5 separate regions of the Mus musculus genome follow, and regions 2, 3, 4 and 5 are each linked to region 1. A link is a contact called in public HiChIP or PLAC-seq and promoter capture Hi-C data. All regions are on one chromosome and are shown on one strand. Each heading gives the region's core, a stretch centred on a gene start, on an enhancer-like site or on the middle of the called end of the contact. The rest is flanking DNA. Distances are from core to core; before and after follow the strand shown.

What was found. HiChIP or PLAC-seq counts read pairs in DNA pulled down with a chosen protein or histone mark. Capture Hi-C pulls out chosen DNA fragments and counts their contacts.
Region 2: a FOXA1 HiChIP or PLAC-seq map of pancreatic cancer cells shows a contact between it and region 1. The contact joins the promoter of Myh9 here to the promoter of Apol7a in region 1.
Region 3: a promoter capture Hi-C map of adipose tissue shows a contact between it and region 1. The contact joins the promoter of Apol8 here to the promoter of Apol7a in region 1. A contact is called at or near these places in 6 of 39 promoter capture datasets (the 3T3-L1 cell line, 3T3-L1-derived adipocytes, embryonic stem cells and 1 more), 2 of 484 Hi-C or Micro-C datasets (liver and round spermatid), 1 of 115 datasets of contacts at active chromatin or transcription factors (pancreatic cancer cells) and 3 of 9 other capture datasets (adipose tissue, liver and pancreatic islet).
Region 4: a contact with region 1 is called in an H3K27ac HiChIP or PLAC-seq map of embryonic stem cells, with 7 times the contacts expected there. The contact joins the enhancer-like site here to the promoter of Apol7a in region 1. A contact is called at or near these places in 1 of 39 promoter capture datasets (embryonic stem cells), 1 of 15 datasets of contacts at CTCF or cohesin (embryonic stem cells), 4 of 115 datasets of contacts at active chromatin or transcription factors (bone marrow-derived macrophages, embryonic basal ganglia, embryonic stem cells and 1 more) and 1 of 9 other capture datasets (adipose tissue).
Region 5: a promoter capture Hi-C map of adipose tissue shows a contact between it and region 1. The contact joins the promoter of Mb here to the promoter of Apol7a in region 1. A contact is called at or near these places in 2 of 115 datasets of contacts at active chromatin or transcription factors (embryonic stem cells and extraembryonic endoderm stem cells) and 3 of 9 other capture datasets (adipose tissue, liver and macrophages).

The regions. Positions count from the first base shown.
Region 1 is chr15:77,395,115-77,400,584 of GRCm38.p6, reverse strand. Apol7a (apolipoprotein L 7a) reads left to right here and starts at 1,475. Exons shown (of 5, transcript NM_001164640.1): 1 at 1,475-1,647; 2 at 4,268-4,355. The coding sequence starts at 4,343.
Region 2 is chr15:77,839,605-77,844,696 of GRCm38.p6, reverse strand. It overlaps Myh9 (myosin, heavy polypeptide 9, non-muscle), which reads left to right and starts at 2,522. Exons shown (of 41, transcript NM_022410.3): 1 at 2,522-2,740. It also overlaps the pseudogene Gm22107.
Region 3 is chr15:77,753,369-77,758,522 of GRCm38.p6, reverse strand. Apol8 (apolipoprotein L 8) reads left to right here and starts at 3,250. Exons shown (of 4, transcript NM_001081970.2): 1 at 3,250-3,335.
Region 4 is chr15:76,971,297-76,976,514 of GRCm38.p6, reverse strand. No RefSeq gene overlaps it. Among named protein-coding and RNA genes, the nearest start is that of Gm35933, 14 kb to the left of the region's middle. Within about 2 kb of position 2,379, at least 164 of the 459 cell types and tissues checked have an H3K27ac peak or open chromatin away from gene starts, as enhancers often do. A contact at or near this core is called in adipose tissue, embryonic stem cells and pancreatic cancer cells, where this site is marked.
Region 5 is chr15:77,019,469-77,024,810 of GRCm38.p6, reverse strand. It overlaps Mb (myoglobin), which reads left to right and starts at 2,024. Exons shown (of 3, transcript NM_001164047.1): 1 at 2,024-2,322. The coding sequence starts at 2,228.

The DNA of each region.
Region 1 (5,470 bases), core at 226-2,725:
ACCCACTCCCCAACCCACCCACTCCCATTTCTTGGCCCTGTCGTTCCCCTGTACTGAGGCATATAAAGTTTGCATGACCAATGGGCCTCTCTTTCCACTGATGGCCAACTAGGCCATCTTCTGATACATATGCAGCTAAAGTCAAGAGCTCTGGGGGTACTGATTAGTTCATATTGTTGTTCCACCTATAGGGTTGCAGACCCCTTTAGCTCCTTGGGTACTTTCTCTAGCTCCTCCATTGGGGGCCCTGTGATCCATCCAATAGCTGACTGTGAGCATCCACTTCTGTGTTTGCTAGGCCCTGGCATAGTCTCAGAAGAGACAGCTATATATGGGTCCTTTCAACAAAATCTTGCTAGTGTATGCAATGGTGTCAGCGTTTGGAAGCTGATTATGGGATGGATCCCCAGATATGGCAGTCTCTAGATGGTCCATCCTTTTGTCACAGCTCCAAACTTTGTCTCTGTAACTCCTTCCATGGGTGTTTTGTTCCCAATTCTAAGAAGGGGCAAAGTGTCCACACTTTGGTCTTCGTTGTTCTTGAGTTTCATGCATTTAGCAAATTGTATCTTATATCTTGGGTATCCTAAGTTTCTGGGCTAATATCCACTTATCAGTGAGTACATATTGTGTGAGTTCCTTTGTGATTGGGTTACCTCACTCAGGATGATGCCCTCTAGGTCCATCCATTTGCCTAGGAATTTCATAAATTTATTCTTTTTAATAGCTGAGTAGTATTCCATTGTATAAATGTACCACATTTTCTGTATCCATTCCTCTGTTGAGGGGCATCTGGGTTCTTTCCAGCTTCTGGCTATTATAAATAAGGCTGCTATGAACATAGAAGAGCATGTGTCCTTCTTACCGGTTGGAACATCTTCTGGATATATGCCCAGGAGAGGTATTTCGGGATCCTCCAGTAGTACTATGTCCAATTTTCTGAGGAACCGCCAGACTGATTTCCAGAGTGGTTGTACAAGCTTGCAATTCCACCAACAATGGAGGAGTGTTCCTCTTTCTTCACATCCTCGCCAGCATCTGCTGTCACCTGAATTTTTGATCTTAGCCATTCTGACTGGTGTGAGGTGGAATCTCAGGGTTGTTTTGATTTGCATTTCCCTGATGATTAAGGATGTTGAACATTTTTTCAGGTGCTTCTCAGCCATTCGGTATTCCTTGAACCAGTTTAAACAACATGCTAACACAGTGAACCTATACGCAGGCACGCACACAGTTCCCGATCACACTTAGCTCCATACAGCTGTGTATTTCAAAGTTCATTACACACATTTCCAAAAGTTTTTGTGTCCTAACAGTTTTTGCCTCTAGGTGGCGCAGCACCCATGTGTGCTGTGGACTCTGTTTCGGTGCTATGATGGCTGTTAGGACAGACCAACTGAGAAGGTAAGGCCAGCCTCTAATCTGGGCCACACCTGCTGGAAGCTTACATAAAGACTGGAAGAAGGAAGCTTTTGCTCTTGCCGGCTTGCCGCACCTCACTAGCAAGTCCGTTTCTACAATGGCACTAGGATTCCAGAGTGTACTAAAAACCAGCTGAGACATCCAGCCCTGTGGACTGAGCAGCTACGGGAGTCTCCAACCTGCCATGCGTAGACAGCCTTTGTTGGACTAGCTAAACCAGAGTCTGTGAGTCATTCTAATTCATGAATCTATATTAACTCTATATACAGAGATTCTATATACAGAGAGAGGCGCCTTCTGTAAGCTCTGTTGCTCTAGAGAACCCTGATGAGGACAGATGGTCAGTTCCCCCTACCCCACTCTGGCCTTACAAGCGAGCTAGTCTGAGCTTCGCCTCAGACCCCTGCACAAGGTTTCCTCTGCTCACTCTGCTGCCTGCTTGAGATATGGATGTGTGGCCCCACCTGGGCATCCGACAGGCCTGGCAGGGTGTTGTGACTGTCCTATAAAACTCCACATCCTGCAACCTGACAGCTACAGCAGAGATGTGCCCCAAGAGCAGGATCAATAGACATCTTCCCAACATGTAAATTCTTTGGCCACTGGGTGAGCTTTAAAGTGCATCTTTGTATTTATATGATTTTCTTTTTTTTACTGATGAGATGACTCCACCCCTGTCCCCTAAAGTCCCAAGTCCCTGTTAGCAGCATTGAACAGGAGTCTGGGCCTCAGGAGCTGACTTTGGTTTCCCTTTGGGGAGGGGACTTCAGAACACATGCCATGTCTCAGACTCTGACCTGTTCTTCCGTTTCTTAAAAGATTCTCTTCCTATCATCTTTTGACTTCATGTGAGTATGGGAAAGCTTGAGCGAGGGGGTGGGGGTCGGGGGACACGGCTGCTATCCTGGCACTTGGGTGGTGCAGGCCTAAGATTAGGAGTTCAAGATTCTCTCAACCTACACAGTGCGTGTGAGGCCAGACGAGGCTACATGGACACTTGGAGAGCTTTGGCAAGAAAAGGGAGTTATGGGTTAGAAGGGTGGAGAGTGGTTCTGAGACTGAGTCACCACTGTCTTCAGCTCTCACCATAGCAACACGTACATTCATTCTCCGTTTAGTCAGGTCCCAGGAGGAGGGGCTGGCGCCTTTTCCCTATACTGCTAACCGCAGTTTCTTTCCTTCTTCCTTAGCTCCCAAGGCAATCTCAGTGCAGTTTCTGTTTCTGTTTTTATGAGGTCCACCCCTCTGCAAAATCACCTGATCACTGGTGAGAACAAGGAGTGAACACTCTCACACACGGCCTGTGTTTAGATGTGAACGTCCTTTAACCCAGTTATCTACTTATACAAATAGCATAAGGTTAATCTCAAATGCAGGCACTGACAGGAATGAGGACATTCTCTGCATTAGTATTTACATATGATAAGGTCCAGGAGTCATGGAGACAAGCAGGAGTCCAGGGCAGCCCACGGCCCGGCAGGGACCAGGCAGGACTCCAGGGTCTGATGGGACAAGGATATCACAGAAGCAAGGAGGGTGTGGTCCCTGGGAAGCCACAGGTGACCCCAGTGAATTTGCTAAGCTGAGAACCTGGTACTTGGCACAAGGCAGCGCTGTGGATACAGAAGAGCCGTTTATAGCACACACACTACACCACACACGTGTGATACAAACAGGAGGGAATGTGCTGTATTTTTAGACAGTGGAGCTTGCTCATCTGAAAGTGGGACATGGATTAGAAAGTCCCAGGTTCAAGGCCTCACTCTGTCAACACGGAATAGTCACTCACGTCAGCTAAATGTAAGGACTTCATTACCTGAGAGTAAGGAGCCCAGAGCATCACTGAGGGTAAGCATGGTGGCTTGACTAGGAAAGGCTACCGTGGGCTAATATATTTGATGCTTGGTCATTAGGGTGTGGAGATACTTGGGAGGAATTAGGAAGGGTGGACTTGGTGGAGATTGTCGTTAGAGGTGGGCTTTGAGCTTTCAAAAGCCCAGGCCAGGTCCAGTGTCTCTCTCTTCCTGCTGCCTGTGGAGCTGGATTGCAACTCTCAACTTCCCTAACACCCTGTCTGCCTCCAGGCCGCCATGTTCCCCGCCATGACAATAAATGGACTAAACCTCTGAAGCTGTAAGCAAGCCTCAGTTAAATGCTTTCTTTTTGTTTGTTTGTTGTTTTGTTTTGTTTTGTTTTGTTTTTCAAAACAGGGTTTCTCTGTGTAGCCCTGGCTGTCCTGGAACTCACTCTGTAGACCAGGCTGGCCTCGAACTCAGAAATCCGCCTGTACCTGCCTCCCAAGTGCCGGGATTAAAGGCGTGCGCAATCACGCAGGCTTAAAGCCTTGTCCTGGTCGTGGTATCTCTTCCCAACAATGAATATACAAAGTAACCATTAATAAATACACAGTTTCCTCCTGCAGATGCCTACTAAAACATTCTTCTCCATCTCTCTTTTTGTGTGCAGAGTCAGTCCTTTGTCCTAAACTGAAGCCTTCTCCAGTGTCCCCAACAGGACAGGGGTCCTCTGACTTGACTGGGGAAGAAGGCAGCGAGGCTGAAGCCACAGATCAACTTCATTAAACAACAGTGACAGAGCTCTTCTTCTCCTTCTCTTCTTTCTCTGAGAACATGCCCATTCTCTCTTTCTCTTCCAGCCCCATTACATGGCAATTCTCCTGGTCTCAATCCTCCAGGCCAGTGAACTAGCCCAAGGGAGGCTTCATAATAAGACAAAGCCCAGGGAAACAGAAAACTGTAGGTTCTTTTGTTCCTTGGGAGCCACCCTTGCGAGAACTGTGGGTCCCTAATCACTAAGCTGTGGGAATTGCTTTTTTCTCCTGTAGCCTGGTCACCTGGTGAGCTGTAAGGAACAGCTAGCTGTCAAGTCCTCTGCCTGACACCTAGACCTGGCAGCTGCCATGGACACCCCAGGTAAGCGGTCTTGTGCCCAACTCCTGCATATGACCTACGACTGCCAGAGCCTGTGTGCTGAGTGCCTGCTGGGGAGTCAAAGATACAGATGAAGCCTGTGGTGGCGCACGCCTTTAATCCCAGCACTTGGGAGGCCAGAGGCAGGCGGATTTCTGAGTTCGAGGCCAGCCTGATCTACAAAGTGAGTTCCAGGACAGCCAGGGCTATACAGAGAAACCCTGTCTCAAAAACACACACACACACACACACACACACACACACAAAAAAAAGATACAGATGAGAAGCCCAAGGGGAGCACAAAGTTTCCCAGTCCTAGGTCACAGTGGCTCTCCTTCCTCGCTTTGTCTTCTGTAAATTCCCAGGAGTCGCCTCCTCAATACCCAGCCTGAAAAATGGCAGCCAGGAGGAGAAAGAGGGAAGGAGGGAGCCAAATTACAGGCAGACAGCTCTACTCCTCTCAAGGTGGCTTCCTATCAGCTGAGCCTGGGGCCCAGTCCTTGAGGAGGCCGCCTACCCGTCTCCAGCCTGAGCCATTCTTCAGTCTTAAATGGGGCCTTCAATATGGGAATGGTCAGTTTTTAATCCTAAGTTTCAACAGCACTGGATTAATAAATGTCTAGGAGTTCAGTAGCCCTGAGCTGGGAGGTTGGGAGGGAGCTTCTCCATCTAATCAGAGCATAAATGCTTGCGCTAATGAGAGGTTCACAGACTGAGTGGAGGCACCATGGCAAGTGGGCCCTGCTGGACTCATGAATGCACTGGGGGTGTCTCTGAGGTTGATGGGTGTGATGGAACTCATTCTGATAGGAAGCCTGGCCTCAAACTCACAGAGACCCCCCCGCTCCAGCCTCTCAACTGCTGGATTAAAAGCATGCACTACTATGCCAGGCTCCTTTCATGTTTAAAATTCTTCTGTTGGTTCTATAGATCATTCATTCATTCATTCATTCATTCATTCATTCAACCAAACATTCAGAGTTTCTAAAGATTTATTTATTTGTTTGTTTGTTTGTTTGTTTGTTTGTTTGTTTGTTTATTGTATGTGTACACGGTCTCTGTCTTCAGACACACCAGAAGAGGGCATTTGATCCCATTACAGATGTTTGTGAGCGACT
Region 2 (5,092 bases), core at 1,273-3,772, 440 kb before region 1:
ACACTGTAGCTGTCTTCAGACACACCAGAAGAGGGTGTCAGATCTCGTTACGGATGGTTGTGAGCCACCATGTGGTTGCTGGGATTTGAACTCTGGACCTTTGGAAGAGCAGTCGGGTACTCTTACCCACTGAGCCATCTCACCAGCCCATTATTATTATTTTTAAGACAGGGTCTTGTTATGTAGTCCAGGCTGGCCTCCAAACTCACTCTCTGCTTCAGCCTTTGGAGTGTTGTGAGTATTGGAATTAGAAACAGGAAATACTATGTCTGGTTCCATTTTTTTCTATCGAGTGACTTTTCTCTCACTACTTTTTCTTTTTGTGTGTGTGTGGGGGGGGCGGGGTCTAATTACATAACCCGGGGCTGTCATGGAGCCCATGAGTTCTAGCTTACCTCTGCCTCAAAAATGCTGAGTACTAGGATTTAGGACATGAGCCACTAAACCTGCTGCTGAGGTAGTAAGCTTTCTCTTTGGCCAGGGGAGTCCCAGGGATAGAATACAGGTCTGTCAGCAGGTACCTTTACTTGTTGAGCCATTCGGCAGTTTTAAGCTTCTGTGAACGTTTCTGAACATCCTTTGATGGATCTAAATACTCATCTTCTGTTGGATAAATGCTTCGGAGTGGAACTCTTTTTTTTTTTTTTTTTTAAAGATTTATTTATTATTTTATGTAAATACACTGTAGCTGTCTTCACACACTCCAGAAGAGGGAGTCAGATCTCATTACGGATGGTTGTGAGCCACCATGTGGTTGCTGGGATTTGAACTCTGGACCTTTGGAAGAGCAGTCGGGTGCTCTTACCCACTGAGCCATCTCACCAGCCCGGAGTGGAACTCTTGAGGTCTCTATCAAGCTTTAGTAAATAGAGCCAAGGACAGGCGTGCTTAGCGGGGACTGGCCCTAAACTCATTATGTAGCCAAGAGTAGCTCCTCCTGCGCCTCCCTCTGCAGCGCTGAAATCACAGGTGTGTGCTACAGGCCTAGTGGAGCCACTTTCCCAAAGTGGTTGGAGAAGCGCATGCGTATTCCTGTCAGCACCTGATGAGCTCCACCTCCTCACCGGCTCTAACAATGCTGGGCTTTTTTTTTTTTTTTTTTTTTTCCGAGACAGGGTTTCTCTGTGTAGCTCTAGCTGTCCTGGAACTCACTCTGCAGACCGAACTCAGAAATCTGCCTGCCTCTGCCTCCCGAGTGCTGGGGTTAAAGGCATGGGCCACCACTGCCCGTACATCTCCAGTCTCTTGATGATTAGTTTTAAAAGTAATTATTGGCTTTATATATTTCACACCTTTGAACTGCTTGTCTGTGTAGTTCAGGCTAGTCTTGAACTCCCCCTCCTACCTCAGACCTCTTGAGTTCTGGTATACCACCCACAACCCCTGGATGGTTCAGCCTTTTAAAAATTTTTTAAATTTTTCTTATCAACTGGGAAGCAGTCTTTGCTGTAATGTGGGTAGCAATCACTGGTCATCTGGGCTGCAAAATCTCTTTCTTTCTTTAGCTGCTTTTTGGCTTCAGAATGTAAGTTTTCCCTGAAGTTTATATGGAAGGATCATTTTAACTGTGTTAGCAAGAACATTCCAACAGTTAAGAGCAATGACGAGAAATTTGCCTTCATAAAGCCATTTGAAAGCATTGACGTGCTGCAGGATCGACCACATAGATCAATGGACACAACTCGGAAACGGACAATTTGGGCAGAAAATAATGCGTGGACAAATTCCTGATAGATTAATGGCAAAGTACATTTTTTTAAATGAAAAAAAAAATCCTCTCGTGGTTAGTAACCAAAATAAAACAAATGAAATCTACCCTTAAAATAATTTAGTGACAAATATCTGAGATGTGTGTGAGTTAATTATTCAAAGGTTAAGAGTGGCTTAGACTGCATTCCAGGCAGAGGTACTAGCCAGAGCAAAGGTTCAGAGGTTGGAGGACAGCCGCGAGCAGGCTCCAAAATCGAACTCAGGACGCCCACACGGAATGCAGGGTTGAAGCCATGACCGCCCCCACAGCCATCATAATTATGTAAAATACCACTTTTCCCATATATGGTACTTAATATCTGTTCTCCTGGTAGGACAGGACGAAGGGAAAACACGGTTCGCTGGGCGGAGTGTCAGAGCCTCAGACCTCCCCAGTACGCTCCCTCCGGCCCCGGCGCGGCCCAAGCTGCACACCAGAGCCGGGACCAGGAGCCCAGCGCGCCTGAGCCGCTTGCTTCTGATTGGATGAAATCCGCGTCAATCCTGGTCCTGTAACCTGGCTGTCCATTGGACCCGCCCAACAAGGCGTGGCTCCCGCCTAGGAAGCGCGGGTGGAAGGTGGGGTGGGCGGAGGTGGGGACAGATGGGGAGGATGAATCTCAGCACTCCGGCTTCCATCTCTTGTCTGTTTATAGGCCGAAAATCTGTCAGTTTAGGCCAGACTCCTGTTGGATTGGGCAGTGTGGGGAGAGGGCGGGGACTCTTGGAAGCTCCACCCACGAGCCGGCGGCGAGCTGTAGACCCGCCCTCCTCTTGGAAGGGCGGGGCAGGGAGGGCGGCGCGCACCAGAGCTGGGTGCGGTGAGGCGCGCAGATCACCGCGGTTCCTGGGCAGGGCACGGAAGGCTCAAGAACCTGACCTGCTGCAGCTTCCAGTCTCGCGTTCGCCCCACCCCGCCGCGCCGCCCGAGCGCTCGAGAAAGTCCACTCGGAAGAACCAGCGCCTGTTCCCCGGGCAGACCCAGGTTCAGGTGAGCGAGCTTTGCCGGTATGTCCCGCCCCGGAGCTGCCGAGCGCGCGCGCGCGGCGACAAGACTCGAGTCCTTTGGGGCGGACGGCCCTGTGGTTCTCGGCCTCCGCGTGGCGGGTTTCAGCGCGGTCGGGTGCGACCGGACTCCGCATCCTCACCCGAGGGGTGATAGGCAGCGAGGCCTCGGGGTTAGGGAACCGGGGGACGCAGTCCCCGGCCCTACAGGATGCCCTTCCCGGTCGGGGCACTGGGAGCTCGGCCTGCTCCTGTCGCCTCTGCACTCCCGCCTCCCCGACGGCCAGCTCCGGCAAACTTTTTAACCCCTTCCGGGACGCAGCAGTCCCGGAGATCTCGGCCGAGCCGGCCGGATGCGTTCGTGGGCACGGGGCAGCAGCTCCTTTGTAAGTTTGGCAAAGGGAGGTAACGGGCAGGCGAGGACCGCTTGGCAGCTGTCAGGGCGTCCTCCTGAGTCAGGATCGGTCGGTCCCGCCGCAGACATTGCGCCCGGCACGGTTTCCGCCGTCCGCTGCGGACTTCCTCATTTGTCCGTCAGCCCTTGGGCCGGGAGGGGGCGGGGAGAGGTACTCAGAGTGCGTGGGAAAAGGGGTCCCAGCTGCCGAGGGGCTCAGGGCGCAGGAAAAGAACCCCCCCGTCTGACCTCATTCAACCTTGGATTTCTATTGCCCGAGGTCAGAAGGCCTGGGTCTGCCGGCAGCTGCCCCGTCGCCCGGGCAGGCGTGCACCTGATTTCCACCGCACCTTGGGACGCCACGCCCGGGCCAGTCTCTGGGAGCTGGCCCTGACTTTAAGACCAGGCCGGGCAGCCGCATCTTTTATGTTTGATGAGAGGCGGAGTTTTGAAGACATCCCCCACTTCCTTGCACTAGGGTCTTCACCTCATCCTGTTCTGGAGCCACGCCTAAGGCAGGAGCTGCACCCCGCTCCTCCGGGTCCCCATCTCTCCCAGGCAAACTGAGTCAAGTACCCTCTATGACTTGCTTGCGGGCTGTAGTGAAACTGAAGGCTGGGTGGGCTCGGGCGGGTGCCTAAGGCCCCACCCAGCGGTGTTAGGGAAAAGGTCCCTGGGAAGTCCCAGGTCTTGGAGACCCGGAGGCTGCCTCGGCTGGGCTACAGGGAGGTCCATCGAGTTCTCAGTTCTCTGAGCGGTTTTCTGGATTAGCAAGATTTCAAAGTAACTTGCGTGCTTCCTACAGCAGCACCTATACCAAAATTGGAACGATACAGATTAGCATGGCCTCTGCGTAAGGATGACACGCAAATGCATTGAGTTCCGTATTTTTTAGCCAACGCAGACTGGCCCAAGTATCTCTAAGAGTGGCTCACTCTCAAGCACGACTTAGGAGGTTTCTGCCTCCCAAAGGACTCCCTCCTCTGCTGTATGCCAGCCAGTCAATCTCAGGACCTCCATCTAGAACTCTCAAGCCACTAGGCAGATCTGTAACCCGCCCCGGAGCCCCTCCTAAGCCTTGACCAAGTGAAAATAAAGCTTTTTGAAACAGCAAAAATAAATAAATAAATAAATAAATAAATAAATAAAAGGTAACTTGTTCACAGAAACATTGTAGCCATTTCTGACTCCACTGTCTAGAGTCCAAGCTGATAACTTCACCTGGAGGCCTCCCTCCCTTTCTATTAAGGAGGCAATTTGCTTGAAGCCCCGTGTAGACAATCACTCAATATCAGTCAATTTATATACCAGGTTGTTATAGGTGGGGGTAGGGGGGAAGGGCCTATAGATGTGTAATTGAGCAAATATTTAACCGGGCTTCTGCCAGGGACTTTGCCAGGTGGTGTGTGTGGGGGCGGGGTGGGGTGGGTGTGAATTGAGTAAGACCTGGCCCCTGCTCACCGGCACTCTGAGACAAACCAGTGACTAGTGTGAAGGGGAGATATCAGGAACCCCAGAAAGGTACTGTGAGGCATTGGGCTACCCTGGGAGAGCCTGCTGGCCTCCTGAAGAGACTTGTGTTCTGGGGAAATTTGAAGGCATTAAAGAGTGGAGTGGTAGACTAAGATACAAAGACAGCTTGTGCTGTGTCCCAAACTAGCCACAGACAAAGGACTCAAGGAATTCCTAGGCTCAGGGGGCCACTGCTGTCCAGGGCAAGCAGGGAAACCACCATGAGGAAGGAAGACATTTCAGGCTTGGCAAACCGAGGCAAACGCGTGGTGAAGGAAAGTGGGGAGTCATTTAGTGGATAATTGGGGAGTAGTTAAAAGCATCGAGGGATTGCTGAGTGTAGTTTGAGAGGCAGTGTGCTTGCTGTGTGGGTGACACCCCAGAGCTTTGCTCCTACTGCACTCAGCAGGTTTTAGACGGCCGGGGAGGTGG
Region 3 (5,154 bases), core at 2,001-4,500, 360 kb before region 1:
TCCTCCAGAGGATTCAGGTGCATGCCAGGCTCCCAGAGCCTGGTGCGGGACCTGCAGGGGTGTCCAGTCAGGAGGATGGAGATGGCAATCTTTGCTCTAACCTCATGGATGCTTCATTCCCCTCCTGAATAAAACGAGTGGCAAACCCTACTTTCTAGACCAGCCTCTATTGGTTCTGCCTTTCCTAGGGTTACTGTAGCTTACCACATGCCAGATAGCCTACAACAGAGAGCTACTCTCAAGTTCAAAGCTGAGGTGTTTTCTCCGAGAGAATCTGGTGGGTCCATGTATCCCATGGCTTGGACCAGCACCACCCCAGTATCTGCTTTGTCTTCATGTGGCCTGCTTCCCCCATCTTTAAAATATTTTTAAGGATAAAGATGTTTTATGGGCTGGAGAGATAGATGGCTCAGAGGTTAAGAGAACTGACTGCTCTTCAAGAGGTCCTGAGTTCAATTCCCAGCAACCACATGGTGGCTCACAATCATCTGTAATGGGATTTGGTGCCCTCTTCTGGCCTGCAGGCATACATTCAGGTAGAAGGCTGTATACATAATAGAAGGACACTTGGCATTGGATTTAAGGCCCACACAAGTAATCCCAGATTCTTGGTTTACGGGCTCTGCCAACACCGTACTGTGGCCTCCATTCTGGTTATAGCAGCTAGGTGCTATGAATTTCAAGGCCATGCTGTGCCATGACAGTGACATCAGCCAGCCTTCTTCAGTGACTAAGGAGTGTGTTGCAGAGCTGTCTAGTGGGGTGGCTCCCCAGCCCCTCTTCCCTCCTATTTGAGAGTCTGCCGAACTTGAGCCTGGATCCTCTCTCCAGCACCCCTCTCATCCTCAGCGCTAGACAGTCTGGAGGCAAACTCCAGCCTCTTGGGTTGCTAACTTGCCTGTCTGAAATCAGAATCCCAGAGCTGCTGTGTTCACCCAGCCGGTGTGTCTGATGCTCCTGACCATTATATGTGCATCAAGCCGAGGGCAGTGCTACTTGTGTGTCATTGCAAAAGTCCAATAATTGTGATTTAGATCCTGTCATTTTTACATTCATTCTAAATCCCGAAGCTGACACATCACATTTGGAGACATGACATCCCATCTGAGCAAAGACAGGACAGTTCTCTGAATGAGGCTGGTGGCCAGGCTGTGGTGGCTGGGAGCAGTGGTCGCCCTTCTCACTCCCAGGCTGTCATGCAGTGCTATCAATGAGGGAGATGTTTTTTTTTTCTCCCGTGTTTTGCAGTCCTGACAGGTTAGTCTGGGGTGACCATTTAAGTACATTAGAAGCCCCGTGCCCAGTGCTCAGTTGGCAGGTCCCTGTCCCCTTCTGCATTCTCCGAGAGGAGGGTGCCTGTCTTGGGACAGCCAGTGTAGCATCCAGACAAGCATTTAAAACGTAGCTTGTCTGCACCAGTGAGTGCTGGGATGGGAGTGATCATGGTGGCCCGATGCTTTGGCTGCTGATCCCTCCACCATCCACTAGATGGTGCTGTACCCTGCCTGACTTGCTCCCCAGTTTCAGGGTTGTTTCCTTTGCGTTAGGATCCCCGTGGCCGTCGTTGCCAAAGATTAGGCTGAGATGTCAAGCAGGACATCCTGGGACACTTGCTTCGGATGCCACCAGTCAAGCTGAGCTATTGAGTAGCAGATTTTCAGATGCTGAGGAGTTTCTAGGGTTCAAGATCTCTATGCCCTAACCTGCCAAGTGAGTCCTATCCAGGGGGTTCCATCCAAGACTGTTGGAGAGACCATGTTCTGGTCTATTCCATGCTCTGATTAGAAGGTCTCCGTTACTGCTCTCTGGCTCATAGGGGAATTTACCTGGTTCTGCACCTTGAAGTACTTTTGTTTGGCTGTTGAGTTAATATTAATATCAATCCTGGTATTGGTACCAGGTAAGGGGTGTGTGTGTGTGAAAACTTGATGGAAGGGAAATTATAGAAAAAAAATGATCCCAAAATTACCAGAAGCAAAAAGGGGGATTATGAGTGCCACATGTCAGAATGTTTATCTTAGTTTGAATCTTGGCTCTGCCTCCCTGGTTGTCTGACAGGGACTAAATCTGGCTCCTAAAGATGTGGACAGCCCAAAAGCTCTCATCCAATTGTCCTTTTGGGCATCACTCTGTTTCAGGGCCTATGGGGGGCGAGGAAACTGAGGGCCCAGTCAGTAGTGGGGTGATTTGCCAAGGGCAGACTAGTCAGCTGGATCACAGGCTCACATCTCCCCTGACTCCTGTTATCAGTATGTGAGGGATGAAGGCAGAAAGCAGGAGCTGTCCTGGGTGTCTGGATAGGCAAGGACACAAGGTGTGGGGACTAAGAGGGGCACATTGCCAAACACCATCCCCAGAGCAATACCAGCTCTGCAATCCTAAGATCACTGAGTAGACCATTGGGTGTGAGAGAGAGAGACTCTGAGTGTGCAGAAACGCACAGGCTAATTCCGTAGAAATTCTAGTCTCCCCATATAGCCAGGTCTGGCTCTAAACCTATCATCTTTTCATCTAAGCTTCTTCCTGAGTGCTGAGATTCTAGGTTTGTGCCACCAATGTGGCCTTTTAAGGTCCCACTTAGTGCTTCAGTCTCAGAGTAAATGGGCCAGCATGGGTCTCCACTCTGCCCACCAGGAACCTGTGTTTTCAACCGATGGATACATCACCTGTGCTGTTGACCCCCCCAAGGCCACTGCCCACCTGTGGGGTGGGGTTAGAGTCTCTACAGTGGGAGCCAGGTGCCACAGCCACTGTGGGAAGATGAAGGGGCAGAAAGAACAGGAGTGTCCCATTGTGGAGTGGGAAAGTCTCACTACAGGGTCAGCCACAGCAAAGACACGGAGGTGTCATGGTCACTGAGGCAGGATAGACTTGAAGGTGTATGTATGATAGAAGCAGGGGCTGGTTGGGAGGGGGGAGACTGCAGTGGGCTTGAGGCCTGGAGTGCTGACTAAAGGGGATTCAACTTGACCCTGAGAGATCATCAAGGACCCCTTAGAAGGAGCAAGGTGTCTTCCCTCCCTCCCTCCCTCCCTCCCTCCCTCCCTCCCTCCCTGCTCTGAGGATGCCCTGAAACCATCAGAAGGGATGGGGTTGGAGGGTTGCTTTGCGCAACTCTGCTCGGGTTCCAGCTGGGAAGAAGAGGGCTCCTATCAGGGCTGCACAGCCAGCCAGGAGCAGGGCAGGGCAGGGCAGGGCAGGGCAGGGCAGGGCAGGGCAGGCCTGGGCAGGGCAGGGCAGTCCTTCCCAGAACAGCCTTTCTGTAAACTGAGTCACAGCCCCCATCAAGAGGTCTACCATGCCCACATCAGCACCCAGCTGCAGCACAGGACCAGGTCAGTGCAAGGCTTTCCTGAGGGGCCAAAGAATGGAGACTGGGGACTTTTCCTTGCCTATGAACGTCTTTGCCTGGGGGTGGGGAGTGAGTAGTCACAAGTATGACAACAATAACAAAATGGAGAAGATTTTATCTGCTTATGAAAGGAAAGAATATTAATGAACCATCTGAGAAGATATTGAGACATGCTCCCCTTTGTTGCTCTTGCAGGTGGTAGGTGCCTTGACAGAGCTCCATAGAGGTGAGGGGAGCCAGGCAAGTCTTGGTTAAATTAACCCTGTGGTAGTTAACCCTATAATGGGTTGCTGGACCAAACTTTTCTCAGTGTACCTTGTGTGCATGCAGAGCTGGGCAGTATAAAAAATGACAGTGAAGACAGAAAAGGGACAGACACACGTGTAAAGGCCACTTCATCTCATCTGGTGAACTGGGGGACATTTGCAGGCCTCTTGCTGTTTCTGCCAGGCCTTTGTGTGCCTGGAAAATACCACCAGAAACAATTCTTACTGTGCCCTCACACACACCATCCCAGTGGGACAGAACTACTTTTAGCTTTCTGCCTACAAAGTAAGTTAGTTATTTTAAGGTTTTTTTTTTTGTATTTTTCTTTTTTCTTTTTCTTTTATTTGTTTTGTTTTTATTTTTTAGAAATAGAGTGTCACTGTGTAGCCCTGGCTGGCCAGGAATTTGATCTGTTGACCAGGCTGGCTTTAAATTTACAGAGATCCACTTGCCTCTGCTTCCAGAGTGCTGGCATAAAGACATGTGCCACCACAGCAGCCTAGACTTATTTTTCAAATGTGTGTGTGTGTGTGTGTGTGTGTGTGTGTGTGTGTAAGGCAGAGGACAACTTGCAGGAGTGAGCTCTGTCTTTCCATTATGAGGGTCTGGGATTGAACTCTGCCCATCAGCCTTAGCCACAAGCACCCTTACCTACTGTACCATTTTGCCAGACCTCTAGACAGATCTTGAAGAGGTAATCTGAAAGGCAGACAAAGTTCTATTAAAGGAGAATGTCCTTTGCACTACTGTCTACATAAAGGATTGGCTATGACGTGAGGTTCCATGGTTAGCGATGGCAGATGGGCAGCCCAGAGCAAGTACTGAAACAAAGGCAGGAAGTGGCAGGATTCTAAGCCCTGGTTAGATTCAGGACCCTGCAGAAGCAAGGAGAGAGAGAGAGAGAGAAAGAGAGAGAGAGAGAGAGAGAGAGAGAGAGAGAGAGAGAGAGAGAGAGAGAGAAAGAGAGAGAGAAAGCGAGCCCTGGGCAGTGGTGAACTTGTACCCTGAAGGGCACAGGCATTGCTGTGGATGGGAAGCTGCACACGGACAGGAGGATAGCCTGCTAGAGTTTAAGGGACCCAGGCTTAGTCAAGGGGCGGGGGAGGGACATGGCTCAGAATAGCCAGAGTTCACGTGCTGGTATGAAGACTGGGGATGCTAGCTAGCCTCGTGGTCTTCCCTCTACATTGAGATGGGGTCACCGTGTGGTGGATGCCTAAGGAGCCCTGCGTGTCCCAGACAGTCACCACCAGCTCTCACCCTCAGTTCCCATGTGTTCCTACCCTCAGAGGGCTGCCAGAGCATCCCTCCTCTTCTTGCCTTCTGTATACAAAGTCAATTATTTCCTACAAGCGCACCATCAGCTGATTCCAGTGGGACAGGGCACCTTCACCTTGGCTGGAGTGGGAGATTTGGGGTGGACAGTTAGAACCAGATGCTACCAGGTTTCTGCAGAGTCCAGGGAAGAGAAACACTCTGGATAGCGTCTGGTCTGTGGCAGAGACTGTGGAGGGAACAGTGGGCTACAGCCCTTA
Region 4 (5,218 bases), core at 1,130-3,629, 420 kb after region 1:
GGAAGAATAGTTCAAGTCTACTTATTTACCTCTCAGAGAGCCTGGACTGGCTGATATAATCTGAGGTCCCTGATTTATGGACAGGCAGGAAAGGCAAATTCCAAGACAACTAGCAAGAGGTGAGACTGTTAGTGTCTAACAGCCGCTTGATATAGGGAGCAATTTCCAGCCTTTTGGTTCATGGGATATTGCCAGACCCTTTACAGGGGTAGCTATAGCCAAGAGACTTACAACTGGTGGGTGATGTGCTGCCAAGCCTGGAGATTCTCAACCCATACCCCAGGACACTGGTGGGTGATGTGCTGCAAGTCCTGGAGCAGGGCTGCTGGGTCTGGCTTTGTGTCTGCTGTGGAGTCTGGGGGAGCTAGAAGATGTTCTTCAGACAGACGGACAGTTAAACTGAGTTGGCAGTAGGTGCAAAGGAAAGTTTAGTTTCTTGAGGAGTAAAGATGGCGGTGGTGTTGGGTACAAAAACCCAAAACAGCACAAGCAGTCACAAGAGGCCAGCAAAGCAAGTTCTTTATCTTAATTAGGCAGCAAAAACTGACCAATTAGGGACAACATCACAGACTCAGGAGCCTGACTACATCTAAGAACATTTGCCGTAGTGTTTAAGCAGATTACAAAAATCTATTGTACTCCGGCTGGCTCTGATTGATCGGGGCCGAAGAACAGACTCATGCCGCTGGTTGGTTTAGGGTAACTTGCTTAACATTCACGGCTTACCTTGCCAACCAGGACGTTAGTTACCCACACACATGTCTTTCTTAGCCAAGCAAGTTACCCAGGGAGGTCTTAGGAACTTACATTTTATTTCATCTCTGTTCAAAATGGAAGTTGTATTCAAAATGGTTTCCATTTGGATCCTTCTTACAGTGGTCCCTGGTTTTCAAAGATTGGTGGAAGGGCAGTCTGGGGCCACTACAGAAGACCTGCTTATGACCCAGGCTGACTGTCCACGCTGGCATGAGGTGATTGTCCTTAATGGTGTCCATGGCTCCCCAGACTGGCATCTTTTATTGGTAACTAGTCATTTGTTTTTGTTTTTGTTTTTTGTTTGTTTGTTTGTTTTTGAGGCTTTCTCCATTGGCCATGAGCAGTCTGACCAGTAAGACACACAAAGTGAGTTGACAGGAAAGCAGCCAGCATAACCTATAACCTTTGCCTGTCTCTTTTGTGGCTCACCAGCCACCAAGACAGCTTCACCTCTGCCTTTCCGTGCTCAGTTATTGCAGACTTTGGGGCCACCTTGATGAACCGACAGGTATCCAGCCCTGTAAAACCCTTTCGCTTTTGGAGATTTTTCGGATATCCGAAGCTGACCGAGGGACAAAAGCCAAATTTAACAGCCTAGGGTTTTCCCTAGGGGGGAAAAGGGAGTATAAATTCTGAAAGTTTCTTTGAATCATGAGAAATGCCCCCAAAAGACTCCTCTGGACCCCAAAGAACCTCGGTAGTCTTAAACAGTTAAGACTTAAGGCAGTTTTTTGAGCTGCACCTGAATTCTAGTCATTAGATACCCGTGAAAAGTGTCCAAGGCCTGGGAACTTGTGTACGTGCTGTACGGGGTCCGAGTCACGATGCTTGGATGGAAAAGCTACTTTAAAAGCATTCAAACCAGTGACTGAGGCTTAGAAGTCTCTGCTCCAAACATCCCCAACACACAGGAGTTGCCAGGTCTGGACGACAGATTGCAGGAGGGCAGTTAGGGCTTGGGACTTAGTTAAAATGGAGTATTCGGATCTGAGTCTTCTAGTTATAGGGATCTGAAGCAGACTAGGAAAAGGCGGTGCCCTTCCTCTAAATCATGATGAGGCGGTGCCTCCAGTGACAAAAAACAGAGGCTGGAACCTGAATCCAGGGCATGGAGGGCTCTCAAGAGGAAAACTAAAGATGGTGAAGGAAGTGCAAGAAGTTGGGGAAACCAGATACGCCACGTGACCAGTAATAGCCACGGAGCCGAGGGTGGGGGTGGTGTTAAGGAAACAAAGAGTTTAGATCCAGGAGAAGCCAGTGAAGTAGGGGTGGGGTGCGGAGGTGGGCAGGGTGCGGTGGGACTTCATGGAGGAGTCTGAGGTTGAGCGGGAGAAGGAAGAATCTGCAAGAAGTGGAGTAGATAGGTTGTAGACAAAGGGAAGGGAGACCAGTAGAAGGTTCCTTGGCCTCTGAAGGCAGCAGGACAGGTGGCGGAGGCTGGCGACAAGGAGCCTACCCGCCAGAACCAGAGCAGGGCGTGTACACCACCTCTCCCTCCCCCAGCCGCCCCCCCCCCCCCCCAAGCCCTTCTGCAGATCTTCCGTCCTCCCTGCAGGACCAGGAGTTCCGCATCCGGGATGGGACTGGGCCGGGGCCCAAGTGAGCACAGCCTCTTCAAGTCCCGGGGACTTTGCCATGTGAAACAGGTCCGGGCTCGGGCCCGACCGCGGCTCCAGAACCACCCTCCATTGTCGATCCCCGGGCCCGAGAGGCGCCGCGGGAGGGGTAGGGGCTGTGGCTCCAGGACCTGGAAATTTCCAATCTTTGAGAAAAAAGAAGACATTTCTAGCCCGGGAAGGGGGTGGGGGTGGGGATGGGGGGTGGGACACTGGATACGAACTAGTAACAGCATAGAGAGGGCGACACCTACTGGCAGAATCCTGAAAAACTAGCAGAATGTCAGAGTCAATGTCCACAAGCAACAGAATCAAGAAATCAAATCAACAACTAACTCCCTAGGCTAAACTTGCTTGTCAGGCATTTAATCATTCACACAGTTGGCCATCCATCCATCCATTCAAGCAGAACCGAAACCATATCTCTCCTGAGAGGCGGAATCATAACGCACGTCTCCACTACTGGGGTCCCAACTCAGTGGGAAGGACTGGGAAGAAATTGATCAGAAAATTTCTTCCCAAAGCAGATTTTCTTGGCTTATCCCCTTATCCAGAAGACTCCCCGTCGGGGGCTATCCCTTTTATCCAGAAGGCTCCCTGAGGGGGTTTATCCTCCTCAGCCAGAACCAAAAGCCAGAACCAGACTCACCTCTGAGGAGTGTTAGACACACAGCAGTCACTCCAGCCAGACCTCTCCAGAGAAGAGGAGCCTTGGAATGTCTGTCAGGGGGCACCCCCCACCCTGTAGCCTCTCCATGGCCAGGAAGGTGTGAGCTAGGCTGAGTCCCACAGAGCATGGGGGAGCTCAACAGGGGCCTCCAAATGAAATGATAGTTACTTCCACGCTAGAGACTTACTGGCAGTCATTCGGATTAAGTCAATAAAAGTTCTGAGTCAAGCCGGGCGTGGTGGCGCACGCCTTTAATCCCAGCACTTGGGAGGCAGAGGCAGGCAGATTTCTGAGTTCAAGGCCAGCCTGGTCTACAAAGTGAGTTCCAGGACAGCCAGGGCTACACAGAGAAACCCTGTCTCGAAAACAAACAAACAAACAAACAAAAAAAGTTCTGAGTCCTTTTTAATGGCCAGACCAAGAGTGGGCTCACCCCTCTGATATGAGAACTTTTGGTCTCCAAGCTCAGGGGTACAGCATTTTTAAAGACAACCACAATTACATCAGTGCTTAGGGAGTTATTACATTAGTGAGGGATTTGGAGTGGCCTAGTAACATCTTTGCAAGGTGCAGCAACATCTTCCAGACACCACATATTGTGTTTAGACCATGGTCAATGTTATGGACCATCCAAGGGCCCTCACCGAGGTGAGTGTGACTATTGAGGGTGGATAGGGCAGAGTGACCAGGCAGGCACGCATAACGCTAAGATAAGATGGCTTCCCTTAGCCACATCAGACTACCCTCTACCATGCTTCCTTGGGTGTTGATGGGCGTCTCTATCTGACTCTGGGCTGGGTCTATGATAGAATTTGCCCTCAGGTTACAGGCATGGTGCTTAAGGGTGTGTGTCTTTATCACTGTCCTCAAAGCCTGTAGAGCTGTCCTTTTATGGCTAAATGAGTCCCCCAGCAATAAGGGCAAGACCACATGACAAGCTGTATCACTTTTCCCAAATCCAGAAATCCTCTAAAAGAAACAGTTGAGGGGTTGGAGAGATGGCTCAGAGGTTAAGAGCACTGACTGCTCTTCCAGAGGCCCTGGGTTCAATTCCCAGCAACCACATCAGACACCCTCATATGGATATACATGCAGTCAAATCACCAATGCATATAAAATAAAAACAATAAACAAAAAACCATAAAATATATATCTGTACAAACACAAACATAAATATACATGTACAAACAGAAACAAATATACACATGCACAGGCAAAAATATATACCATGTATGCATGCATAAATATTCACATATACACACATAAACATATAAACATACACATGTACATATATAACTATATATATGTACACACATGCCTAAGTATACACATGTACAAACACATAAACATTCATATATACACACATAAATATGTACATGGACACAAATACAAATATGCACACATACACATATATACATGTACACAGAATAAACATATATGTACACATGTGTATATTTGTATCTCTATGTGTTTATATGTGCATATTTTGTGTGTGTATATGTATATATTTCTTACATGTCTATAGTTATGTGTGTGCATATGTGTGAGTACACATATAGTATATTCATGTGTGCGTACAAGTGTATGTGGAATAGTTATACTGTGCACATGCCTACACACATGTATGTACATGTGTATATTTACATATAGACATGTGTCTGTGTATTTGTGCATATATTGTATGTTTATGTGGGGTGGTGATTTCAATAAGAATGGACCCATAGTTTCATATATATTCAATGTTTTGTTACCAGGAAGTGAAACTTTTGAAAGGATTAGAAGGATTGGGAGGTGTGGCCTTGTTGGAGAAAGTGTGTCAATGGGGGTGGGCTTTGAGGTTTCAGAAGCCCATGCCAGGCACAGTCAGCCCCTGCCCCCCTTTCTCTGCCTGTGGATCAGGATGTGACTTTCAGCTACTGCTTCAGTGCCTCCATACTCCCTGCTGTGATGGTACATGGATTAAGCCTCTGAAGCTGTAAACAATTCCCAACTAAATGCTTCCGTCTTATAAGTCTTGCCTTGATTGTGTTGTCTCTTCACAGCAATAAAAGAGTAACTAAGACAGTGTACATTTACATGTTTGTATATGTTTACCTGTTGTAGTGGCTATTCCTGGTTGTCAACTTGACAATATTTGGAATGAACTACAATCCGGAATTGGAAGGCTCACCAGTGA
Region 5 (5,342 bases), core at 775-3,274, 380 kb after region 1:
GTCAGGGCCACACAGTTAGACAAGACAAAATCTGGACTGTCCTGAACACACAGAAGTATCTATGTGACGACCGTCCCAGCACTGAGCACCCTCCAGGGGAGTGCTACAAGATTCTTGGCCACAGGATGTCCTTAATGTGTTGTTTCAGCGTGTGACAGAGTGGCTGTCATACTTTGTGCACTCTGTGACTGTTGGCTGGGGGGTAGGTAAGTGATGGATGGGTAGATGGATAGAGAGGGAGCGTGAAGGGATGAGAGATGATGATAGAGAAAGAATAATTGATGGGTGGACCATGGATGAAGAATGGAGAGTGGGTGGATGGATGATAAATAATGGGTAAACTATGGGTAGATGGATGAATGATGGATGAAGGATGACAAATAGATGGATGATGAATGGATTGATTGATAGGTAATAATTGGTGGATGGGAATAAATGCATAGATGGATTGATGGATAACAGCTGACCGCCGGCTGACTGGCTAATGGACAAGTGAAGGATGGGTAGAGTGGACAGATAGATGGAAACTCAGTCCATTCTCTTTCTTATAAAGCTACCTACCTTTTATCAACATTATTTCTTCAGCTCAAATTAGGTACAGAGCCCTGTGTGGAGCTCAAAAGATATACTATGAATGAAGCAGACCCTATTATCCCTCACAAGATACAAAATATTTTAAAATTTATTTTTATATGCACACGCGCGCGTGCACACACACACACACACACACACACACACACACACTCATGGAATTCAGAGGATGACAACTTTCAGGAATCAGCTTTCTTCTTCCACCACGTGGGTCTTGAGGATGAAACTCGGGCCTTTGGATTTGGAGGCCGCTGCCTTTACCCACTGAACCATCTCTGTAGCCCCCAAATGAGGTTTTCAAGAGCATGAACTATGAGTCCAGACTCACTAGAGTCAAACGCCATCTGTGTTATGTGTTATCATCCTGGGGACCATGTCAGTGTTTACCCTAAGGACTTCTCAGGGAATTTCGAGAACATGGCGCCGGGCGTGGTGGCGCACGCCTTTAATCCCAGCACTTGGGAGGCAGAGGCAGAGGCAGGTGGATTTCTGAGTTCGAGGCCAGCCTGGTCTACAAAGTGAGTTCCAGGACAGCCAGGGCTACACAGAGAAACCCTGTCTCGAAAAAACAAAACAAAACAAACAAAACAAAACAGAAACAAAAACAAAACAACAAAAAAATAACCAAAAAAAAAAAAAAAAGAACATGGCAAAGAGAAGAGGGTCTGTGCCTGGCAGAGTCCGGGAGTATTGGCTGCCATCACCCTGCTGGAAGTGCCACATGCTGCACCAAGGGAAGTGGTGGGGTAGGAGATCACAAGGAATGGGAGGAGCTGAGGGTTTCATGGAGCATGGGAGCACAACCTTGCAGAGAAAGCCAGGAGCAAGCTCAGAGCTGGGCATTCTTCAAGTCAGAGACTTGTCTTGGTTGGTTCAGCCACAAGCACAGACCTGTTGTGGCTCCTTTGTACCACTTTCAGCTGGGCTTAGGGCATCAGCAAAGTAAGAAGAGGGTGGCAAGATGGCTTAGTGGGTATGAAGACTTGTCACCACGGCTGAGGATCTGAGTAAGATTCCTGGGTCTTTTTGAAAGGAAAGAATCAATGCCTGAAAGTTGTCTTCTGACCTTTACAAACATGCTGTAGCGCACTCTCTTTCTCTCTCTCTCTCTCTCTCTCTCTCTCTCTCTCTCTCTCTCTCTCTCTCGTACATGTACATGCACACACACACGTATTAAATAAACAAAAGCAGTCAGAAAGTGAGAGGAGGAGACTTCTAGGGGTCAGCAAGATGCCTGTGCCCAAGCTTAGAAACATGACAAGTCCCTGTGGGGCAGCAGACAGGGGGAGAATTGGGTTTCAGCTGCTGGCAGTGGCTTCGGTGCCCTTTCTGTGGGCTTGTGCAAGTCCAGACAGTGACCTGGCTGCTTCCCCCTCCCCACCCCCTACTGCCCCAAGCTGTCCTAGCTCCCACAATGGCACTTGCCCCAAAATAGCTGCCCATGTGAGGGCCAGAGAAAGGCAGAGATTAGACCCCTGGAGGGTTGAGCACGGTAGCAGGAAGGGCATGTGGCACCCAGTGATCCTGGCCAGACTAGCATCTGGGAAGGTATAAAAGCCCTTCAGGACCAGGTGGCCTCAAATCTCAGCTGACAGCCAGCCCACACTCTCTCCTTTTGTCCTCTTTAGAAGCCACCATGGGGCTCAGTGATGGGGAGTGGCAGCTGGTGCTGAATGTCTGGGGGAAGGTGGAGGCCGACCTTGCTGGCCATGGACAGGAAGTCCTCATCGGGTAAGAGGAAGAGACCCTTATCTCAATACCTGTTTGCCAAGGTTCACCATATGGCGACAAGGTGGAAGCTGGCAGGGTAGACCAGTTGGCTGCAATGATGAGGTCAGATTTCACTTGCTTCTAAGTGCTGGAGACTGGAGTAGAGAAATAAAAAGGGGGATCTATCCATCTCCGCTGACGTCAGCAACCAAAGCAAGCTTGAGCATCAAACAGTCCACCAGATGAATCCTATTACGGCAGAGAGTCAGAATAATGAGGGCAGTGATAGATCTCGTCTACTAGTGTGGACTGAAAGCTTGGGTAATGTGGTTGCCTTCGGCTGCAAAGGATTCCTAGACATGCCCAGAAAAATTGCAGATTCTGAGCCTGGGCAAGGGGGTAGGGGTGGAGGGGTGGCGAGGCTCATACACAGGGCCTCACTGCTCACCCAGAGGCTGGAACTCTTCCCGGGGTCCTGGGCTTGGTTGCCTCAGAAGCCTGATGGGATATGCATGATTGATAATTCTTGGCTCTGGGGAGGAGATTGCTCTGTTGCTAGCAGCCCCTGCACTGTCTGTGAAGCTGTAGTCTGGAAATGAATTCCTTGCTATTTATGATCTAGGGTGAGTTCCCCTCCTGATCTTCACATTCTTGCATACTCCCTTAGTCTGTTTCTAACCCCTCTGCTTGGGAGCAAGGTCATCTAAGGCCAGAGCCCTTTAGGTAGCTGAGCTGGAAGGAGGCTCACCAGCTTCTGGAACACCTTGGTCTCTCAGCTTCTTCCTGCCTGTCTTTCTCCCCCCAATCCTTAAGTGCTGGGCCTACAAGCCATCTAACTGGACTAACTCCCACTCCAAATTAGCATAAATTCCTAGGCCACAGGTTTCCTATGTGACCTTGGACAAGTTGTCTCTCCTCTCTGGGCCCTATTTCTGCTTTGGACTGTTTGTCATGAGCTGAGACCACCTGTCCACTCTCGTGCCCTGAGATTTGGAGCCCGTACTCTCTTTTTGTTGTGGACAGCAGATTATTGAGGGCAAGACTGGTAGGACGGAGTCTTGCAAGCCTCCAAGGCTGCCAGGGCCTGGGCAGTGACTTGGGGCTTGAAGGAGACTCAGAGTATTGTGCCATTAGAGAGATACTCTTCCCTTCCCAGGGGAGTAATTGAGGCCTGCCAGAACCTGGTGCCAGGTGGGGCACAATGCCAAGGCTGCTGACCCTGGGAGGCCCAAGGGTCTAACACCCTATCATGTCTCAGGCTTGGGTCATGGCGCCACACCAGCTGCTCCAGCCCTCTCCACTGGGGGCACAGGGAAGTGGTCTTCCAGGGTGGCATGCCAACTCTCAGGGTAGCAAGTGTCCCATGGCACTAGGCTCCCAGCCAGTCCCAGACACCGACCCCAGCCTCACCCGCTGACCTCAGCAAGGTCATTTCTGCAAGTACCTTAGCAGAACTCTGAGGTCTGAGCTGGTAAGCACAGAATTCTAGAACGAGGAGCAAGCAAAAGATCTTTGCACTCCAGGTGGTAGGGGCTGTTCTCTCACCACTTCATGGTCAGATAGTTTCTGGTTTATTTATACCTGCATTTTTTTTAAAAAAAGGATGTACTTAATTTACTTTGTGAGTGTTTTGTCCACATATCTGGATGTGCATCATATGCATGCAATACCCAGGAGCCAGAGGAGGGCATTGGATCCTCTGGAACTGGAGTTACAGACAGTTGTGAGCTGTTGTGAGGTTGCTGGGAAGTGAACTCAGATCCTCTGGGAGAGCAGCAGATGTTCTTACTGAACCACCTTCCCAACCCTCATGATGACATTTTTGCTGGGGAAAGGATTTTGGAGCTGTGAAGGTTTGGAAATGACTGGTATTGACAGCAACCTTTCACACAATGAGAACTGCCTCAGAGAGTCACAAACAGCCTGTGCCAGTGATGATCCGCCCCTAAAAAAAGGCTCCCGGTGGTGATAATGGAGGTGAAGGTGGAGAGGAAGGGGAGGAAGTCTCACAGAGCAAGCCCTGTGTTGGATCACCTTAATGAACTTAAGTATGAACTCACGTATCACAGCTGACAGAGAGGTTTAGCAACTTGACCCAAATCACACAGCTAATACGACTGTGGATAGGATTCAAACTCAGGCCACTTGGCTGTAGCCCATGCTCTTGGTGACCCTTCTATCTACCACCCCGTGTGCTTCTAAGATGGAGTCTGATTGGGCAACTGTTTAGAAGACAAGCAGAGAGGCTTATCTTCCTTTCCCTGACCAGACAGACTGTATATGCTTTGCCTGGTGTCCTGGCAACATGATGAAGAAAGGAACCCTGGGAAACTATCCTTGGTCTCTTCAACAGGGACCGAATCAGTTGTGCTCAGGGGAATCCAGGATACGGGCTCTGGACCTCTCCCGGGACTCCATCTGTGGAACTCAGGGTTCAGGGAGCAAGTGACTGTGTGGAGCCTGTAAACCTGTACCTCTCCTCCTATAATGTGAGCAAGCCTAATGCTGTTCTGCCCAGTGCTGGGCAAAGGTGAGGGTAGGGTAATCCTTCTAGAGGTTGGGAAATCAGTTTGGTTTACACTCAGTGATTAAGACGAAGAAAGGCCGAGTGTCTGTTCTGGCATCCCACAGGACCCTGGAGACCAACCCAGAACCACAGTGTAGTATCTCTAAAGCCTACAGCCTTGAGTCCCTCTTCTGGCCCCATCCAGCCTGGTGACCTTGGGCTCACCTGTGGGTGTCAGGCCTCCCGTCTGTCAGCAGGAACTCAAGGGTCATTGTCGATAGATAATAATAGTCAGGAGCACAGGGACCCTGGACAAAGTGCCAGAGACAAGCTGTCAGTGACGCACACAACTCTGGATAGGCTCCTGGGGTGATTCTGTAATACAACCAGGACCGGGGACAGGCCCAGCCAATCTTCATGGCACCAGCCTGTGTGCATGGCTCTTCACCCACGTGAAGAACAGACTTGCATGTTTGTGTGTGTGTGCTTCTTAGAATACACACATATGTGTGTGTGCTTCTGAGAACATGTGTTG